Regions from separate parts of the Mus musculus genome. Here region 1 is linked to region 2. Evidence: chromatin contacts called from public ChIA-PET data. All regions are on one chromosome and are shown on one strand. The core of a region is the stretch at or near the end of the contact, and the rest is flanking DNA. Distances in the headings are between cores, read along the strand shown.

The links. ChIA-PET counts read pairs in DNA pulled down with a chosen protein or histone mark.
Region 1: a contact with region 2 is called in an RNA polymerase II ChIA-PET map of memory CD8 T cells, with 143 read pairs. The contact joins two enhancer-like sites. A contact is called at or near these places in 5 of 39 promoter capture datasets (embryonic stem cells, frontonasal cranial neural crest, hematopoietic stem and progenitor cells and 2 more), 1 of 15 datasets of contacts at CTCF or cohesin (the NIH/3T3 cell line), 1 of 115 datasets of contacts at active chromatin or transcription factors (memory CD8 T cells) and 2 of 9 other capture datasets (adipose tissue and liver).

The regions. Positions count from the first base shown.
Region 1 is chr6:142,778,387-142,781,947 of GRCm38.p6, forward strand. No RefSeq gene overlaps it. Among named protein-coding and RNA genes, the nearest start is that of Gm46981, 3.5 kb to the right of the region's middle. Within about 2 kb of position 1,750, at least 69 of the 459 cell types and tissues checked have an H3K27ac peak or open chromatin away from gene starts, as enhancers often do. A contact at or near this core is called in memory CD8 T cells, where this site is marked.
Region 2 is chr6:142,559,649-142,562,892 of GRCm38.p6, forward strand. No RefSeq gene overlaps it. Among named protein-coding and RNA genes, the nearest start is that of Kcnj8, 10 kb to the right of the region's middle. Within about 2 kb of position 1,668, at least 23 of the 459 cell types and tissues checked have an H3K27ac peak or open chromatin away from gene starts, as enhancers often do. A contact at or near this core is called in memory CD8 T cells, where this site is marked.

The DNA.
Region 1 (3,561 bases), core at 500-2,999, 220 kb after region 2:
ATGGCTATGTAATAACTGTACAGTGTTTATATAGTGATGGCTATGTAATAACTGTACAGTGTTTATGCAGTGATGGCTATGTAATAACTGTACAGTGTTTATGCAGTGATGGCTATGTAATAACTACAGTGTTTATACAGTGATGGCTATGTAATAACTGTACAATGTCTAGATAAGGGATGCTAAGCTGAGCTATGGACACAGGATGAGGTTGATGCATATTCATAGGAAAATGAGTCCTGTGGTGGTGTTTAAGGGTGTGTTGGGATTCTTTCTAAACATACATGTTAAGCCTCCAGACAATCACTGGAAAATACTCGCTTATAGAGGCTGAAAAGATGCCGCACTTCCTGCTCTTCAGCAGGTCCCAGTGCATTGCCAGCATCCATGCTGGGTGCCTCGGTGGCTCACTGAGAGCTGGTAAGTCCAGCTCCAGGGGATCTAACACCATCTTCTGACCTCCACAGGCACCTACAGACCAGTGCACGTACACACATGCATGCACTGACACAGATGCACATAACATTTTTAAATTAAAAAAATAAAGTAAATTCAAAGGATATGCAGAGAGCAGAGCACTTGGGGTTCCACCTTACCTCCGGAGTTGCTGAGCCCCTTCCTGGTCCCCAGCAGGGATCTCTTTCCACCCTCCACACCCTCCTCACTGCTGATAGCTGAGCACTAGCTGTGTCCCCTACTTTCTACCTGTCTTAAATATGCCCTCTTTCTTCACAGCTGGTTGCTCCATATTCATGTGTATTTTAAATGACAAAGATCAGAAGAGAAAGCCAATCTGTTTACTGTCACTATCTTGTTCCAAGCTGGTGGGTACCTTAAATTACACATGTCACCTCTTAGCCTGAAGGACACATGCCTCTGCTTGGGGGAGGGGGAGATTGCCTGTAGACAAACCTCTTGTGACTTTGTTCATTCACCCAAGGTGACTCGCTCACTTTTCATACACGTTCAGTGACTGTTTGGCTACCTAGCACTGTTGCCTTATTGCTGCAGACCATAAAATTAACCTCTATATATCTTTTCTTTTAATCCACACAGCTCTATAAAGGAAGTATTTTTCTTCCTCTATTTTATAGATGTGAAAATTGAGCGATAGACAGCTATAACTACCGGGGGTCAGACACTAGGTGGCAGCTCTAGAACATACTAAGGCAGCAGATGGGCGATTGGTAAGGCTTCTTCGGAGATGGCCCCTCAGCCAACACCAAAGCTCTTAAAACAACAATTCACTATAATTAATAATTGTGCAAATATGTGTGCTAGCCCTCCCCTGGCGTGAGAGGTGTAGAACCCGGGGCTTCGGTCTAATAGTCTGCATATTAGGAAAGCCCACTCAGTGGTCTGTGCGCACGGAGTTGCTAGAACCCTGTAGTTGAAGAAGTTGGAATAAATACAACAGGGTAGGACTCAGGCTCAGAAACTGTCCCATGCCCTCGTTCCTCAACACTCTCCCATGACAATCGTCCTCTGGTTCTCAGTCAGCCTCAGACATCGATTGCTACCAGCCCTCTCCTACAGACCCAGACCTGTTCGGAGGTGAGGTTCCCAGTGCTGACTGGCCACGTTAGTATTTCCAAGATGTATAATCCCTGGCCTTCATGACACCCTGACCCCCAAACAAACAAATCACGAGAGCATTCATGTCCATTTAGCAAAAAGCCTGATGCTCTGACAGGTAGAGAGCAAGACAGGAAAGTCGGGACAGGATGTGGCTAAGGAAATGTCACCATGCTGCTATACACGGTGCTTCCCATAATGCACTGGTGTTCTGTCATCATCTTCCTGTCTCTCTGGGGTCTGTTCCTGGAAAGGCACCTCAATTTAATGCAAGGGGATGGCTTTCCCAAACCTCGGCCATTTGCTTCACAGGAAATAGTGAGGCCTTCAAGTTCCCTTTCTTTGATTTGTGCATTTCACATTTGTTATAGCAGAAACCCATGTTCAGACAAAGCTGTGCAGAGTGGAACAGAAGAGAGACCAACGGCTAATGTGAGCACACCATGCCTTGTCTGTCCAGGGGAGTTGCAGGCAGTTCATGCCCAGCCGTAATTAGCCCTTCACTTGATTGGCACCTCTGGAGGCATACTGTGACAAGGCTTGTCACCCTCTGGCCTCAGTTTTCTTTGCGTTCGGAGTTCCCACCGGTCTTTGGAGTCTCAGGGGAAACATCACTGAAGCCTAATGAAGGCTCACAGCTCAGGAGCTGACCATGCCAAACAGGATACAATTGACCTTCATTAGGAACAAAGGAAGAAAGAAACGAGTAATATTAATAGTATCCATTTGCATAATTGCCTGATTGAAACATTTCTGTCTGGGGATGAATAAACTCACTTCTCAGTCTAGCCTATGCTACCTAGCAAGGGTTAGTTGACCACCCTCATTTATTTTAATTAAAATCCCACTTGGGCCAATTACTCAGGAATATACCCTTTCTCCCCAAAGCCTGTCTAATCATTAGAGGGCATTGTCCCACAGCTTGGCTGAATGTCCCCTCAGCGGTCAGTGACACCAATAGATGCTGGTGACAGGCGATTTAAGTAATGGAGAATGACTACAGACCACTGTTTGCTTTTCTCTATGGGAGCAAATTCTATGTAAGTTAATATAAACTGCCGAAATAAAGAGCAAATTTGAAATGAGACAAAATCACGGTTTCATAAATAAATAAATGTATACACACATATTTATCCTGTTATTGAGTGATGCAGGATTTGATCCTATTACGTTCAAAGAGTCTCCTCTTTTATCCCAAAGGTAATGGTGATAACAGCCCCAAGATTACTAAGGGTTTGTAAGCCCTCCTGGCTGACTACCACTAACGCTGAAAACTTGAAACTACTCCTGCATATGTTTCAAAGAAACTGGGGGAGGTGGAGAGAACCCAAAAACCTGCTGATATCCATTTGCCCAAATCTGTTTGTTATAGTTTTGAGATGACAGCCTTCACGCTTTGGGAAAGGAATTATCCAGATTCTCTTTATCTAAATGGAATAATAATTAGTTGTCTCTAATTAGCTTCCTAATTGGCTACTTGTGGGGCTTGCTGAATTGATGGCTCATTGGCTCCTGTGTCCTGTAGCTTTTCATCCAGAGAAGGAAGCCACGGGAGCCACTTCCATAGCCTACTCTGTGGCCTGAGAAAATTCCTCCTTGATCTGAACCTGCGCAGAGAGAGCCGGGGGCGTTAATCCCTTTACGAGGCTAAAGTAAAAGGCAATGGTGTGAAAATTATCTAAACTCAGTATTAGTCCCCCTTGGCGCTGATGTGCAGTTGGTTGATTTTTATTGGTATTTTATAAATGTGTGAAGAATTTTTCTATTTGATAGTCTCACATAGTACAAGAGGAGATTGCCAGGAAAAGATAAGGTTAAGGAGGCTGGAAAGATGGTTCAGTTGGGAAAGTGTTTGCCACGCAAGCCTGACAGCCTACGCTCTGCTCCTCAACCCCCATAGAAGTCCAGGCACAGTGGTGTGCTTATAATCCTCACAAACGGGGAAGACAGAAGCAGGAGGGCACCTGATCCTTGGGGCTCACTGCT
Region 2 (3,244 bases), core at 418-2,917:
TTGGGGCTAAGTCTGATTAGAGGTCTTACATCTTCATCAATCCTCTTTTTCAAGTGGCTCCCCCACACCCACCAAGGACTTTGCTACCTACATTGGAAGCCTCTGATGTCCCTCTGATTCTCTCTGGGGTAACTGAGGTGAAACTATTGTATCAAGAACAGTTTATTTTAGTGATGTAAAAACGAATACCCAGCAGTGAAGACAGGCTCACTGGGTGATGTGCTTGCTGTGCAAGTGGGCAGAACTAAGTTTGGACCCAGAATCCACATCCCTACCTGTCACAGCTTCATGCATCTCTAACTCCAGAGCATCGGGAATACAAACAGGCACTCCCTGGAGTTGCTGACCAGTCAGCCTAGCCACAGTGATGAGCCCCAGGTCAGTCAATGAGAGATCCTGTCTCAAAAAATAAAACAACAAACAATAAGGTACCTAGTATCAATGTCTGGCCTCCACATGCATATTTTTTTAACAATACACACCTGACATATGCACCATCTTCACACACAAACATGTATGCATGAACACAGATTGAGGCTAAATATCTACATACCACTGGCTTGCTTCAGTTTGTGTTGACAATGCAAAAGATGAACTGGTGGTATGCAAAATTAAGGTCACGATCCCCTTCTCAGTTAGAAATAGAGTTCAATAGAACTCAATAGAGTTCGCCAAAGGCTTCAAGTATTGGACATAGGCAACTGGAGAAAGACCAACCTTTTCGGGAATGACAGCCAGGACTTTTCTACCTGGTCTCTGATGTGGCTTCCTGGGTTCATTTTCCAGCTTCATTCCCAACTCTGTATATCTCCTCAAGTTCACCAAAGACTGCATCTGTCTGTTTATATCATCTATATCGACAGAGATGGAGATGTAGTATAAATGATAGTGATATACAGAGATATAAATTATCATATAGATATAGATTATGGCATATATGTATATAGAGATAATATAGATAGATGGAGATTGAAATGGAGAGAGAAAGAAAGAGACAGAGAGAGAAAGAGAGAGAGGCAGAGAGACAGAGAGAGGTACCACACAGAGCTGTAAGCTACCTAAGCTAAAATTCTCTCCTTTTACCAATATGCTCTTTCAAACCTCCCACCTCCCTACTTATTGCCATTTCATATTCATTTCATTCATAAATTGAAATCATAAATCATTTCAATCCCCTCCCCCCGCCCTTGTCTTCAGACTATTTATCACAGCATTTGCTTAAATACTTAGTGCCATGAAGCTGGTAGATGCTCTCTCCTCTCAGACCCCTTCCTGTAGTTCATAGCTACAGTTTTTCCCTTTCTAGAAATGTGACCATTTGGTTATAGATTCGACAGCTTTCAGCTTTTCCAATGGACATATGCCTGATTTTAAATTAAAAGACTTTGAACAGAAGCCGATACGTGACTTCCAACTCTTGGCTCCAGAACAACTTTACTTGGGGCTGGAGAGGCAGCTTTGTGGTAAGAACACCTGTGGCTCTCCCAGAGTTCAACACTCACATGGCAGTTCATAGCCACTGAGAGCCCCACCTCCAGGGGACCTGATACCTAGGTCTAATCTTTGTGGGCACTGCTCTCGTGCACATACACATATGTGCATGCAAAATGCATATAATTAACAAGATATACTCCATTGTGGCAAGTAAGGCATGATAGTAGCAACAGGAAGTGGCTGGTCAATGCATCAACAGTTAGCAAGCAGAGGGCAGACAGGAAGTGGGACCATGCTGTCAGACCTCAAGACTGGCTTCTTGTAACTTACTTCCTCCCACCAGCTTCACACCTTCCAACCCCAGCTAGGAACCCAGTATCCAAACACAAGCCCATGGTGGATATTTCACATCCAAACCACCATGGTGGGGGTAACAAACAAAAAATACAATTAACCATTATTGAGGCAGGTGATGAGCATGCAGTGTTCATTACAGTAATACCCACACTGTTGTGCATGTCTGTACTTCTCTGACAAAAGCTTAAAAAGAGGCAAAAGCAAAAATTTCCCCTAAAGACATACAATTGTTATTAATGATTTCCAAAAGGAATCCAAATACTATAGAGTTTTCTATTGTATAATCACATGGATTTTGTCACTCAAGTGGTAGATGTGTTGTTTAAGTATCTGTTGGTTTCCTTGCTTAGTAAACAATTGCTCCTGGGGCTGGAGAGAATGACTCAGCAGCTAAGAGTGTTCGCTGCTCTTACAGAGGACCTGAGTTCAGTTTCCAGGACTCTCATGTGGGCTCTCAAGATCTGTAACTCCAGTTCCAGGGCTCTTAAGACCTCCTCTAGCCTCCTTGGGAACTACATACATGAAGAGAATTGATGTGAGTCTAAAAGCCAGCAAAGTGAGTCCCAGACCAGCATAGGCTACAAAGTAAGAGGTTGTAAAACACACACACACACACACACACACACACACACACACACACACACACACACACACACGCACACATACTACAAAACCCTTCCCCAAAGGACAGAAAGACAATTGCATTGAAATCACTCATTTTTCATTTTCATCTTGAAAAAAAGGGAAAGCCACATGGGTCTTTTAAGAAGAGTTATAGTGGGAAGTAACCCGGACCCCAAAGGACATGCGTGATATGTATCCACTTATAAATGGTTATTAAGCATAAATTGCAGGATACCCATGCTACAATCCACAGACACCCAAATGCTAAATAACAAGAGGGACCATGGAAGGGTGCTTGAATCTCACTCAGAAGGGGAAATAAAATTGCCATTAGAGTAGATGGAGGGAGAGAGATGGCTGGGAGAAAGATTGGGGCAGGGATTGGGTTGAGAGAGGGCTGGAAGAGTGAACAGAAATTGGTGGCTTGGAGGGCCAGAGTGGGAAGGGCATCTCTAAGATGTGCCAGAAATCTAGCATGGGGAAGACTCCAGGGAGTTTATGAGGGTGCCTGTAGCTGAAACTCCTAGCAGTGGGAGATATGGAACCTGGGCTGTAGCCAGGCAAGACTTCTAGAGGAAGAATGAGGACACCAATCCACCCACAAAGCCTTTGACCCAAAATTTGTCTTGCCTATAAGGAGTGCAGTGACAAAGATGGAGCAGAGACTGAGGGAATGGTCAACCAATGACTGGTCCAACTTGAGACCTATTCCATGGGCAAGAACCAATCCCTGACACTAATTTAATGATATTTTGCAATACTTGCAGACAGGAGCCTAGCATAAACGTCTTCTGAGAGGCTGTATCAACAGCTGACTGAAACATATGCA